3 separate regions of the Mus musculus genome follow, and regions 2 and 3 are each linked to region 1. Evidence: chromatin contacts called from public promoter capture Hi-C data. All regions are on one chromosome and are shown on one strand. Each heading gives the region's core, a stretch centred on a gene start, on an enhancer-like site or on the middle of the called end of the contact. The rest is flanking DNA. Distances are from core to core; before and after follow the strand shown.

Region 1 (4,722 bases), core at 741-3,240:
TCTTTTTTTAAAGATTACTTTTATTTCTTAGGGCAATGGTGGTGCACATCTTTAATCCCAGCACTCAGGAGGCTAAGGCCAGCCTGGTTGGCAGAGTGAGTTCCAGGACAGCCAGGGCTACATAGTAAAACCCTGTTTCAAACCTCAACCCTCCCTTCCCCAAAAGATTATTTTTATTTCATGTGTATGAATGTTTGCCTTCGTGTTTGTTTGTACTATGTGTATGACTGACACAGGTGAAGGCAAAAAAAAAAAAAGTAAAAAAAGATGAGATCAGGGCTGGCGAGATGGCTCAGTGGTTAAGAGCTCCGACTGCTCTTCCGAAGGTCCCGAGTTCAAATCCCAGCAACCACATGGTGGCTCACAACCGTCCGTAACGAAATCTGATGCCCTCTTCTGGAGAATCTGAGGATAGCTACAGTGTACTTACATATAATAAATAAATAAATCTTTAAAAAAAAAAAAAAGATGAGTTCCTCTGTAATTGGAGTTGCAGACAGTTATGAGCTCCCATGTGGGTGCTGAGACCCACAGCTGGGCCCTCTGCAAGAGCAGCAAATGAGTTTAGCTGCTCAGCCATCTCTCCAGCTCCTTACTCTTTTCTCTTTTTTCTTTTCTTTTCTTTTCTTTTTCTTTTTCTTTTTCTTTTCTTTTTTTTAAAGACAGGGTCTGATGTAGTTCAGGGCTCCACTGAACTCACTATGTAGTCAAGGATACAAGGATAGTTTTGAATGGCTAGTCCTGCTGCCTCCGCCTCCCAAGTGCTGAGATTACAGGCATCTGATGTTTTGCTTGGCCTCAGACTGTGTGCAAGCAGCTTTGTTGGCCAAGCCTACGTGACAAGGAACTGAGGCTGGCCCATAGTTAATCAAGAACTGAGGCTATGATTCCAAGCCCTGGAGGAATTGGGTTCCGCCAACAATCACAGAAGGGAGGTTGGAACTGAGATACTCCAGTCATGCAGGCACTTGAGAGTTTCTGAAAAACCCTCAACTGGAGGACTCGGCTCAGTTGTGCCTGGATTCTTGACCTGCAGAAAGTTCCGGATAATCAGTGTTGTTTTAAGCTACTAAGCTCTGGGGTTATTTAGTTCATGCCAATAGACAACATACTGGCTGTATCTACTTAGGTCTAAAATGTGTGCACCTCACAATTTTATTAGATTGTTTCCCACTGTTTTATACTATTGGCCAGGTGCAAAGTTTCCAGTCTTGCTGGTCGGCCTCTGCATTCTCTAGGAGGATCCTTGATTTTATAACAGTTCTGTTTGTTCTTTCTAAATTCAGTACTAGAATTCAGAAGTTCAACTCCTTTTCAGTTCCTTGCTTGCTCTAGAAAAACTGCGATGAATAGTTAAATATGCCAACCACTGGCAGCCCTAAAATGCCCACTATCTTTGAGATCTCGTGACTAGTGTGTTCCAAATCTTCCCTAAGGTTCAGTTTTTTTTCTCTTCTCCAGATTCGTAGTTCTAACATTTGGAAAGACACTTAAAAAGAGAGAGAGAGAGAAAGAGAGAAAGCTTCGTGTAGCATAGGCTAGCCTTAGATTTACCATGTAGCCAAGGATGGCCTTGAATTCCTTATACCCTAGCCTCTATGTCTGGAAGAACTGGAATTTTGCCGCCATAGCCCTAATGCAACCTTGTGTAATTACTATGGCAAATCTCTCTCCGGCTGTAAAGCCTCGTCTCATTAAGGAAATCAATTGCCAAGTCTTCAATGAAGAGAATCTGGTTTTTGTGTGGAAACTCCACGCACGTGGGAGGAGCAAAAGGTTTCAACTCTCGCCTCACACAGGTGAGGGCCAGCCCCGCCCATCCTTGCTTTGAAGCCCTTTCAGTGGGCGGAGCTGCTATCAATCTTGGTTATTAGAAAAATGAAGGGGGACCTCGAAGTCTACGTGCTCCCGGGGGGGCGGGGTCGGCAGACTGGGCGCGAGCGGATTGGCCGGGAGGCGTAGCCCTTGGGGATTGGTTCCGCCCAGTCTCTCGCAGGGATCCCAGCCGGAGTGAGGGGAGGGAGTTCTGGTCGCTCACGCTTCGCAGCTATGGCGCCTCGGGGCCGCGCCCAGTCCCCAGTTTGCCGGCGGAGCCTCAGCTCTTTCCTCTGCTCACTCCGACCGTGAGAACCCGGGCGGCTTCGAGGGAGCGGGGAACGCGGCGGGCGCCGGGGACCATGAGGAGCGGCCGGACCCGCGAGGCGGACAGCAGAGGGTGGCGCGGCACCTGCTGAGAGAAAAGAGGGAGCGGCCGGGCTCCGCGCCGCCGAGGTGCGGCGGAGGCTGGTCCGCGCCTCGGCCATGTCGCTGCTCTGTGTGCGTGGTGAGTGCGCGGCCGGCGGGACCCGCGGCTCCCACGCCTGCCCGGACACTTGTGGTAGTGTCCCGGCGGCGCTTCTCCCGAACTTCGCTCCCCGCGCTTGCCCTGGGTGGCGAATGCGTTCGTAGTCACTTCTAAAGGTCCGACGAGTTTCCCCCGCTCCTTCGTGACCCCCCTTCCGCGGCGGACTGTTATCCGTCCATTCTGGCAGCCGTGAGACAGCGTTGTTGTCGGGCTTGCCAGATGCTATTAAACAGTGAAAAGGGTCCGATGCCAGTGGGCACCTGAGGGGACCTCCTATGGTTGGCGCCTGTCTAGAGCGGACAGCTTCTTCTTCTCCCCGCGCTGTGGAACTAGTTGGCCCCGGAGTAGCAGCTTTTTATGACTCTGACCGTGTTAGTGGTACAGCTGTCACATCCCTTCAAGTTTATTTCTTGATTTGCATCTTACTATTGTCTGTCTCGTCCCCGGCTCCTTTCCTGAACCTCAGTTTGTGTCAAGGCATAGATTATATTTTCACATGACACTTTGAAGAAGGAGGTGGTGTTGGCTTCTCCCCTTTGGGAGTGGAACATGGAGAAATGGTTTATTTTATTTTAGCTTTGGCTCTTTCTCTGAGGACACTTGGTCCATCCAGGAAGGGATGTGTTTGTGTGTGATGGTTCTTGGAAACAACAGTCTTGTTATATAGTCCAAGCTGGTTTGGAGTTCATTGTATGGCTCAGTCTGGTTTGGAAGTTGTGATTTAACCACCTCACCTCCCGAGGACTGGGGTTACAGGAAGCTTTTTATAAAACCAGAGCTTTGGAGTTTAAGTCATGTGAGGTACAGTGCCCTGAATTTAGCTCTAGAGACTGTGTTGCTGGTGTTTTTATTTTTTACAAAATAGTATTCCGAGTGCCAAGCTCCGTAGAAATTTTGAATGAATGCAAGAACTGTGATTTTAGAGAGATTAACTGGCCAGAAAAAGTAGGGTTTGGATTGCTGATTGAATTTGATCTTGGGAGATTCAAATTACAAGCCATATATCTGTTGAATAAAATGAGATAAAGTGGTTTGATTGTGAGAGCGTATTTATCCACTAGAGCCTTCCCAGAGCCTTTTCCTGTCACTTTTACAGGGTAGCTAAGAGTTCATGTTTCTTTTGGCTGTACGGATTAGAAGCATTGTTGTTTGTGATCCCTCTGATTGCAGTGTTTCCCCCAGCTGCTGGCAAATGGAACTGCTTTGGGTTGTGCTAGTCTACTGTCTCATTAAATCTGCACTAACCCCAAATAGGATTTGGTTACTTCCGGGGATTATGAGAGCTACAGTTTTTCTTTTTTTTTTTAGTGGTTGATTTTTCATTAATGAGAATTTTGCTTTGGTTTTAGGGAAGCATTTCCCCTCAGCAGCTGGGAGTCTATTTATTCCTTTAGATCCCTGCTGCCAAATAGCAGGATTTGAGAGAGGTTGGGATTGGAAATGCCTCTTGGATAGTTTATTAATTCTCTGCTGCCACCCCAGACAGAGCTAGACCTTATGAAAGGCTCTTTAGGCAGGAGCTCTTTTAAATCAGAAGTTATTTATCTGATTTAACTAGAAAAGGAGCTGCTGCTGTTTTTATTTGCTTTAATATCAGTCAGCTTTCATTGTCTGGATATTCTGCTATTTAAACTGTTGCTGTCTCCGTCTGTCTCTCCCCAGCCTCAATCTAGAGTCAGTCCTACCTCCCAAATTCTGGGATTCCAGGTTTGTGATTCCATGCCTGGTTTGCTTCTCCTTTGTTTGCTGGGGTTTGGACTCAGTGTCCTTCGTGTTAAGCATGACTTAACTACTGATCTTATACCCTTAGCTTCTCTTGGCTCTTTTGGTGGGCGGTGGGGTGGGGTCCCACTTTGAGGCTTAGGCTGGCCTTGGCCATCTGAATGAGTGCATTCCCTGTGTGAGATATTACACCTGGCAGCCGGGCATGGTGGTGCACGCCTTTAATCCCAGCACTTGGGAGGCAGAGGCAGGCAGATTTCTGAGTTCGAGGCCAGCCTGGTCTACAGAGTGAGTTCCGGGATAGCCAGGGCTACACAGAGAAACCCTGTCTCGAAAAACCAAAAAAAAAAGATATTACACCTGGCAAAAACTAAATCTTCTACAGTGGCATTCCTTGTATTATATTTTGACAGCTGGAATTTGTTTTGTTGGTGTTCTGATTTTTTTATTTGTTTGTTTGAGATAATGTCTCTTTTGTAGTCCATAATGGCCTAGAACTTACTATGTAGCCCAGACTGGCCTTGAACTGGTGGTGATTGCCCTTCCTTAGTCTCTTAAAGATTGAGATTTGCTATTCCTGATTGTACACGCATTTAATTCCAGAATTTGGGAGGCAGAGGAAGAGACAGAGGCAATGGAAGAAGCAGGCAAGTCTC
Region 2 (4,577 bases), core at 1,599-4,098, 2.3 Mb after region 1:
ACCATCTCTGGTTCCATGTCTTTATTAGCGACCACACACTGGCCATAGATGAGATCTCCAACCTGTAAGATTAAAACCAAAGTTCAGTTCCCTTCATCCAGACAACCTACAGCTGCTGCTGCTGGTTCTGATCCATGGGCAAGAATGCCAGGGACCCACAGCTGTCACACTAAGGGACTGATGGTCCTCAGAATTCAGCCCTCCCACCACACACCATGAAACCCTCCAACCAGGAGCCATTCCAAGGCCTAAGAACAATCTTCAAGACTGTACTGCCCAACTTACATGTAGTTTAATTTAGCCTTGTATCTACTTAACATATATAAAATTCCACTCTTCAACAGTTCAGCTGCTCAGCAGCCACACGTAACTAGTGGTAACTGCACACGTCAGTGTGGATATAAAAACAAACAGCATCACCGGAGAATGTTCTATCAGTACTAACAAATTACATGTTTGTCTAGAGGAAAAAAACTCATGATATCCATATTCAAAAGAAAACAGGACAATGGTAATTCAGATACTACTTCATGGAAAATTTGCTTTAAAATGTTACAAAACTGAACTTTAAAATGAAGCTAAGGAAACAATAAATTTGTTCTCTTCAACATTAAAAATACCCACTGTTGAGCTGGAGATGGCTCGTGGGCTAAGAGTACTTACTGCTCTTGTAGGGGACCCAGCTTTGGTTTCTAGCACCCGTGTAGCTGCTCACAACCTGTCATAACTCAAGTTTCAGGGGACCTGACCTTCCTGTCTGACCTCCACAAGAAGCTGTCACACAGCGTGCAAAAACATACATGTAGGCACACTTTCCTGTGCATACTTTAAAAATGCCTTGTAAGTCCCCACTGTTGTGGGTGATTACAAAACCTAGCGGGAATCATTACACCTTTTCCGGCTTCCTGGGCATGTGGTCCTGCACAGGGCAATGAGAATGAACCCAGTGTGTGGTGAATATGCAGGACAAGTGACGATGAGACAGTCATCAACTCAGTCAGCCTGGACCTCAAAGGTGATGTCTCCTAGGGCTGAGGACACAGCTCCAAACAGGAACACCATTAATAAAGACCCAAGGGAAGGAAACAAAGCCCAGTTACACTGTGAAGCTTAAATATGGTTCCATGAAGTAACAGAAACCACGAGGAAAGACCCCTGAGTACAATGCTCTCTGTGTGATTTGAACAATCCTTTTTTTAATGAGATTTTTTTTTTTAATGAGTTCATAAGATTGTTGCCCGCTCCTGTCAAAAGTGAGACAAAGGGGTTGGCATACAAAAGATAAGAGAAGGAACAAATAAGATTGAGTGACTAAAGACCCTTGAGAGTTGAAGAAAAAGCAGCAGAGAGGCCAGCACATTTCTGGCTCAGGTGTTCAGGAAGAACATGGCTAAACTACCCAGAAAGCCCAACCTGAAAACCTACAGAAACAAGATTACTCTTCTGTCAGCTCCAGCTCCAAGGATTTAGAGCCATGATGAACAGATAGCCAATAGTGCCCATGGCCCTTAGACTAGGGCCATTTTCCTCATGGGGTGGATTCAGACATGACAGGTAAGGAGGGGGATAGCAGATGTAACTCTTCAACCCGGTAGAAAAGAACCAAGGCTGCAAACATGACATACAGCAATACTTCTGGAGCCGCAGCGCCTGAGAAACTCTTATAAACTGTCTTGGAGAACTGGTTTATGCTTTGAAGACAATTCAAGTAGCCCTCTGGATAGTTAACTTTCTCGGGAGTGGATATTTTTTCTTGTTGAAACCAAAGACTCCCATTATTACCTGCACATTTGGTCTGTTTCTTTTAGTTGCCCCTTCAAATGCCAGGTAAGACAAAGACGCTGGCTCACTCCCTCCAACATCAACTTTGAATATATCTCCAGATTTAGCGATCACTATGCCAATCACGTGGTCCCCTTTCACAGGTACATACTAAAAGCAGAATGAAAGAACAGTCATAAATAATACAAATATCATTACAAAATATCTTCTGAAACTTTCATCTAGGTTGATCAGGGTGGGTCTCAACCTATCCAGCCAACTCATACTCCCCATGTAGCTGCAACTACAAAACCGGCCCGCACCAGTCCAACTTTATGAACGTCTAATTCACACTTGATCAAGTTTCAAGTTTTCTCAGCATCCTTTACAAGTCTGGTGGCACAAGAATCTTTACATTCAAGGAAACCCACTCCATTTGACATTATTCCTAAGTGAAAGCTCTTAATTATTCTATGGGAATTTTAATTCCCTGTGATTTATTTGGACTCATTGCAACTGGGACACCAAATGGCAACCCCGAGGCTTTGGGTTTTTCAAGACAAGATCTCACGGAACCTTTCTCTCCTGTCACCCTTCTCAGGATGTGTTCCTATTGTGGTTCCTCTAAAGAAGATGCAGAGAGGGGGCTAGAAGCCACCGCGGCTCTAGATTCGCCTTAACCTATGATCGCTTGCAGGGGGCCCACTTTCGCGGCAGCGCCGCCTCTCCGACATCCGCTCACCCGCTTCTGCTGCGAGTCCACCCAGTAAACGCCGCCGCCGCCTCCGCTGGGCTCCTTGTGACGCAGGCGGCCACACTTGGTGACCAGCAGACGGTCCCCGCAGCGTCGCAAACCTGGGCCACACACTACGCGCAGCCTCGGGCGCGCACCCGCATTCAGGCGTAACGGCTGCTCCCCGGCGCCGCCAAGGCCGTCTACGTCCTCGTGGTCCGGCAGCACCAGCTCCTCCCCGGGGAGAACCACCTGATTCAGCACCTTGTGCACGGCCCGTGCTCGGCAGCCCGCCACCGACTCCGGTCCCGCGGACAGTACTTCAGCCATGGCAGGCGTCACCATCGCAGCTTCCGGTATCTACTTCCGCTTCCGCTACCCGCCCACCAGGGTCATCTCTTTCCGGTGGTTGTGGGCTTTCTGAGTTGGACTTGAGCTTGGGAGATACTCGCTTCATCCCATGGGTGCTACTCCCTGCCCTGTGTCTGTAGCTTCACGGTACCTAATGTAACAATCTCCCACCTCCTCCCACACACATCACACCTTTTCACCTACTTGAGTTCATCTCTTCAGTGGCTTGGGAACATCGGTAACTCAGGAATTCTCCCAGCTACTTCTTTGGGAGCACACTAACAGCTATGTGAGAAACTGTTAAATCCAAAACCCACAATGTGCAAGAACTTAAGAACTTACAGTTTTCTGACTTTGGGGTTATCTGTGAAACCAGCGTTTCTCTGTCGGCATCTTCAATGAGTAATTGATTCAGTTCTCCAACAGCACTGAAGGCCTTGGCATTGACTGAGATCAGTTGCTTGATGCTTTGCTGCCAACTCGAGTTTATAGATTTTTTTTTTAGGGAAGGGGCATCACAATTCCTGCAAATTTGGTAAAATGCTGGCAAGCCATTTAATCCCTGGATATAAGGGACAACTGAAATACAAGTGCCCCAGCCAAGTTGTTAATTAGTGCTATTGAAAGACTGAGAGTAAGACTCCGAGGTAGGCAGATAAGGAGAGGAGCCACGGCTAGGTAACAGGTGATGAATTGTCAAGTTGGCTAACTTCTTCCTCAACCTCAACCTCCTAACTCAATACAAGCTTAGCAGCCTCAAAAAAAGGCTGTGTAGGCTTTTGTGTAGAGGGTAGGAGGGCATGTGCTTCCAGGTAGTCCTATAGAAACCAGAATTGTTAAACATGCAGATCTTTTTCTTCAATGGAAGAAATTGACAGCTATTCACTTGGAAGGCTGGAATGGAGGTTGTTGAATACCAGGTAATTTTACCATTCTGTGGAGCTAGCTCTCACCTGAATCCCCCTTTTCCTGAGCATTTCCAGTCCATAGACTCCATCCTTATAAGAGAGATCTCATGGATTTGAAAAAGAGTTTGCTATTATGATTATAAAAACCTTTCCTCCCTAGGCTCTTCTCCTGAGCATGTTTTCTCAGTCAACAGAACCCACTCTTGTGGAAGAGGTCATGGTGCTTTTCAAGAAAACATGCACTTTGCAAGGGAGTTTAGATATAACCGTGTCCTAAGCTTTGTGGTAATAGTTGTCACAAGAAAACCTTTTTTTTTTTCTTTTGAAAGTTTTACTGTTTAAATAAGTAATAAATAAATAAATAAAAATAAACTGGAGTCAGACTCCCGAAGTTTGTACCAGCCCGGCTAAGTCATGCTGAACCACGTTTACTTCTTACTTTCTGGGGATCCGCTGGCAGCAGAGCTTGCAGGGACCCCCACACTTTTAACTCTCACCTGCAACAACAGCAAGCCCCCTGCTGATGGGCCGGTTGAACAAGTTCAAGGCCTGCACAGGACACATTACACAACAGTTCTGGCCTAATTCACCATCAATTCTTTATTCAAATCGACCAACCCTACATTTGGGGGAGGGGGGGGGGAGAGACTCTTCAAAGACTTTAAAAACGCCAGTTCTCCAGAAAAGATTGGATTTGGGGTGCTGAATCCCCTATGTATTTTGAAAAGGGTCTTTTTCTTGGTGTCCAGTTTGTGGTTTTCTTCACTCCTCATAAAGAGCTTTCTTCAACAGCTGATTATGTCGTCTGCATTTGAGAGGTTTCT
Region 3 (4,488 bases), core at 1,355-3,854, 2.8 Mb after region 1:
CGTACCAAGAACTCTGCATACCTGTTCGTCTGCATGCAACAGTTCTGCCTCTTTGCTCAACTCTATATAATACACAAGCCAAGCTTCTGGGGTGCTGCGTTGTCTCCTTCTGAGAGCCCAGTCCACCGCGTGGCTGGCTGGCTGTGTGTGTTGGGCTGGCTATCTTTTTTTTTTTTTTCTCCTCATTTCCTCATGTCCCAGACAGGTCGAGTCCCTGGCTTATTGGCTTGCTCCCTCTGCCTCGAGCTCATCCTGCTTTTGTAAACCAGCCAGGACCACCTGCCTAGGGGTGGCCCTGCCCACAGTGTGTGGCATCAATGTGTGCCCACAGTCACAGGTCAGGCTGATTTGAGCCTGACCTGTGACCTCAGTGGAGGTTTTCTCTCCTCAGGAGACTCCAAATTGTGTCCAGTGGGCAATAAAAACTAACCAGCACAATGTCTTTTATTTTATTTTAGAAAATATAATTCCATGAATCCAGTTAGTGCTGGTTCCATAGGCAGGGGTATGGGGCCATCCACTGGACCATGGTGAGCCTGTCAGATTCTACCAGAAACTCTCAGAAGTGATAGATGCTTTCAGCAAAGTGTCAGGATACAAAGTTAACATTATAATCAGTCATGATGCTGAATAACAATGGCAAACACACTCAGAAGCAAGGTGGGTGGGATTCCATTCACAGAAGTCTTTGCAAAAGGTACCTTGGAATGTGAAAGAGCCAAAAACTTAAAAAACAAAACAAAACAAAACCTCTGTAAGGAAAACATTAAATCACCAAAGTAAGAGATTGAGGAAGACACTTAGAAAACATGGAAGGATGTTGGATTTTTGCCAAAAGCATTTTCTACAATTGAGATGAACATGTGACCTTTGCCCTTTAATCCCTTTATACAATTTGTAACATTTATTGATCTACTTAGAGTGAGCCATCTTTGTGTCTTGATTGTGGTGAATGGTCTTTTTGATGTATTCTTGAATTCTGTTTGCAAGTATTTTCTTGAGGACTTTTGGACCTATGTTCACTGGGGAGACTGCTCTGCAATTCTCTTATCTTGTTACTTCTTTACCTGGTTTTGGAATCAAGGTAATACCAGCTTCATAAAAAGGGGTTAATGAAGTTCTTTACTTTTTTGTTTGATGGACTACTGGGATGAGGCCTGAAGCCAGTTCTTTTTTTTTTCTTTTCTTTCCTCTTTCTTTCTTTCTTTTAATTTTTATTTATTTATTTTTTTGGTTTTTCAAGACAGGTTTTCTTTTCAAGACAGCTCTGGCTGTCCTGGAACTCACTCTGTAGACCAGGCTGGCCTCGAACTCAGAAATCCACCTGCCTCTGCCTCCCAAGTGCTGGGATTAAAGGCGTGCGCCACCACGCCCGGTTAGAAGGGAAAATCCACCAGGGCTCCAGTCCTCCTGGACGTTAGTTGGGAAATTTGATTAAATTACTGCTTGTTATAGGTCACGTGCTACTATGGCCAGCTCCCAGGTAGCTGTAACTGCTGGAGCTGAAGGGAAGGGACAAGTTTCTGATGTTAGAAGCTCAAGCCAGCAGCCTTTCCTGGGGTGAGAAAGGGCAGAGACTGAAAACCTCAAAAACAGAACAGAACAGAAAACAAACAAGAGTAAAAAAAAAAAAAGATTCCTGTTTTGAAAAACAAAACAAAACAAAACATATTTTTCATCCCCTCTATAGGTCACCTTCAGGCTTTCTTTTCTTTTCAGCTAAAATGAATCCTGTCTTTATTTTACTTCACCCTGGACCAAACAATGAGTCTAAAAGGGTTTTGTATTCATCTCTTTGTCATTCGCCTCTGTCAAAGAATGAGAGTAGCGTTTTCAGTCAACACTCCTGAGTTCCTGATGCTGCAGCCAGCTTCAGAAGACCACTCACTCTCAGATGTCAGTGTGGGAAGGGCTTGCCAGCAGGTCTGTTCCCCGACTGCTGCCACTGCAGGCCTTCTCTGGAAAGGAGAAGGGTGGCCCACCATACATGAGAAACTAGCTCAGTGGTTTTCAGCCTTCCTAATGCTGCAATCCTTTAATGCAGTTCCTCACATTGTGGTGATTCACAACCATCAAACTATTTTTGTTACTACTTCCTAACTGTAACTTTGCTACTGTTGTGAATCAGAACGAAAACATTTTTGAGTACAGGTTTGTCAAAGGGTTACGATCCATGGGCCGAAAACCACTGCTCTTAGTGGTCTAGTGCACACGGTTCTCATTAAGGCCAGGCAGGTCTTAAGCCTTGAATTCTGAGCCTTCCAACTTACTTTAAAGTGGGAAAGATCTTATTTCTTTCAGTGTCTTTCAGATTCTTACAGGCAAGGGCCACTTTGTGCTGCCTGCCTGCACAGGTTGATTTTAACCCGTGCAACAATGAGAGACTGGATTCCTTGACCACAACAGTCAAGATCTGCACAGGCTTTCTAACCTCCTACTAGCTTTTGGGAACTTTTAAAGGGCGCTCCAAGGACCCAACATTAAAAAGAAGTGGTGAGTTTCACTACTCCACGTGGGCCTCTGCTGTTGCTGAGTGACCTGGCTCCCTGAGAAGGAAGTGTGCTCAGGGACGGCCACGCCCCCTCGTGTTGCCCCATCCCTCGCGTTGCCTAGGAAACCACAGCGTCCTGCTGCAGTTGCTGGCTTCAGGGTGAATCTGAACTTCAGATGCGGGAGCCTCCAGGCTTGGGTAAGGACCTCAAAATTGCTGGGCTTGGGGGACAGCGGGCTGATTGAGCAGATAGGAAGATGGGCGTGTCGCAAACAGTAGGCATAGGCCAGAATCAAACTGCTCCTTCCCTTTGCAACACTCCCCTATTTCTCCCGGAGGATGTGACTAGGGTTCCAGTCCCATCTGACATCTGAGGCAGATTGACGGTCCCTAGAAGAGCTCTAGTGGAGCGCAGACAATAATCCTGCCCTTTCCAGAAAGTGCCTGTGGGATTTACACCCTGGGCGCTGGCGAAGACCCACTCTCTGTCTCTCCCCCTCCTGCTCCCCCGCCCCCCCCCCACCTAATTTTGTTTGAAATCTAAGTTTCCCCTTAAACAAGGTGTCCTGTGGGATCTAGTGCTGTCTTTAGGCTGGAGGTCCTAGCAAGAGGGTCCCAGCCTCTGAGTAAAAACTAAGACCAAGTCCCAAGTGTATTTCCAGAACGAAGAGGAATTGGGCCAGCAGTCAAGATGTCGCCAGTGGGAAAGGTGTCCCAAGTACAGAATGGCAAAGTCTACCAGCAGATCTTCCAGGCCCAGGTAGGTGTCCTGCTGGCCTTTGCTCCCTTTCCCTCCCCTGGTCTCCCCACAAACTTTCCTGGTCCTTTCTAATTTTTCTTTGTTCTGAGAGTTTCCCTGTCTAAGATCCATTTTATTTTTTTTTTTTATTGAGAATAGATTTTTTCATACAGTAATATTCTGATTTCAATCCCCACCCCATCTTCTCCCAGATTTCCCCCCAATAAGCCGATTTTTAAAAAACAGTTCTCTTTGACAATTACTTTGATTTTTTTTTTTAAATTGCTATTGGGTGTATTATAGAAGAACATTGGGGCATTTGGTCTCAAAATTAAAAACTTAATTTTGGTTAAAAATATTTTTAATCGAAATTATTCAGAATTAGTCTGAATTAACCATCTGTGCCTGATTCTTTTTTTTTTTTTAAGATTTATTTATTATATTTATATGAGTACACTGTAGCTGTTTTCAGACACACCAGAAGAGGGCATCAGATTTTATTACAGATGGTTGAGAGCCACCATGTGGTTGCTGGGAATTGAACTCATGACCTCTGGAAGAGCAGTCGGTGCTCTTAACCGCTGATCTGTGTCTGATTCTTTTGGAGAGCATAAAAGCAGTTCTTATTTTTCTGCTTAAAAGGTGAGTCTTGGCCAGGCATGGTAGCTCATGCCTTCAGTTCCAGCACTTGGGAGGCAGGGGCAGGTGTATCTCTGTGTGTCTATGTAGCAAGCCAGATAGACTCTGTTTCAAAAAACCGATGGTAGTGGTGGTGGTGATGGTGGTGGTGGTGGTGGTGATGGTGATGGTGGTGGTATTAGTGGTGGTGGTGGTGGTGGAGGTGATGGTGGAGGTGGTGATGGTGGTGGTGGTGGTGGAGGTGGTGGTGGTGGAGGTGATGGTGGTGGTATTAGTGGTGGTGGTGGTGGTGGAGGTGGTGGTGGTGGAGGTGATGGTGGTGGTAGTGGTGATGGTGGTGGTGGTGGTGATGATGGTTCTTTTTCTGTACTAGGGTTTTGAATCTCCCTTTTCTCCTTGGCAATCTCTCAGAACTCATGTCCATAGCCAGGGGTATTCACACACCTCCCTGGGACCCAGTGTCAGCCTCAGTAGAAGACTTGTCTGGTACCCAGTGTCTGCCCCCATAGAGGACTTGTCTGGTAACCAAAGTAAAAGGCTTTACTGGCCATGGCTATTGTAAAGATTGTTATCCCTTCTTGAATGTACCTTGCAGATCCAAGAGACCTACAAGCTTCAA

What was found. Promoter capture Hi-C pulls out the DNA fragments that hold promoters and counts their contacts.
Region 2: a contact with region 1 is called in a promoter capture Hi-C map of liver, with 4 times the contacts expected there. The contact joins the promoter of Exosc3 here to the promoter of Unc13b in region 1.
Region 3: a contact with region 1 is called in a promoter capture Hi-C map of pre-B cells, with 2.4 times the contacts expected there. The contact joins the promoter of Ccdc180 here to the promoter of Unc13b in region 1.

Annotation. Positions count from the first base shown.
Region 1 is chr4:43,056,963-43,061,684 of GRCm38.p6, forward strand. It overlaps Unc13b (unc-13 homolog B), which reads left to right and starts at 1,991. Exons shown (of 40, transcript NM_001384106.1): 1 at 1,991-2,323. The coding sequence starts at 2,302.
Region 2 is chr4:45,317,768-45,322,344 of GRCm38.p6, forward strand. Exosc3 (exosome component 3) reads right to left here and starts at 2,849. Exons shown (of 4, transcript NM_025513.4): 1 at 2,504-2,849; 2 at 1,783-1,932; 3 at 1-62. The coding sequence starts at 2,824.
Region 3 is chr4:45,887,699-45,892,186 of GRCm38.p6, forward strand. Ccdc180 (coiled-coil domain containing 180) reads left to right here and starts at 2,605. Exons shown (of 38, transcript NM_198660.2): 1 at 2,605-2,689; 2 at 3,154-3,251. The coding sequence starts at 2,668.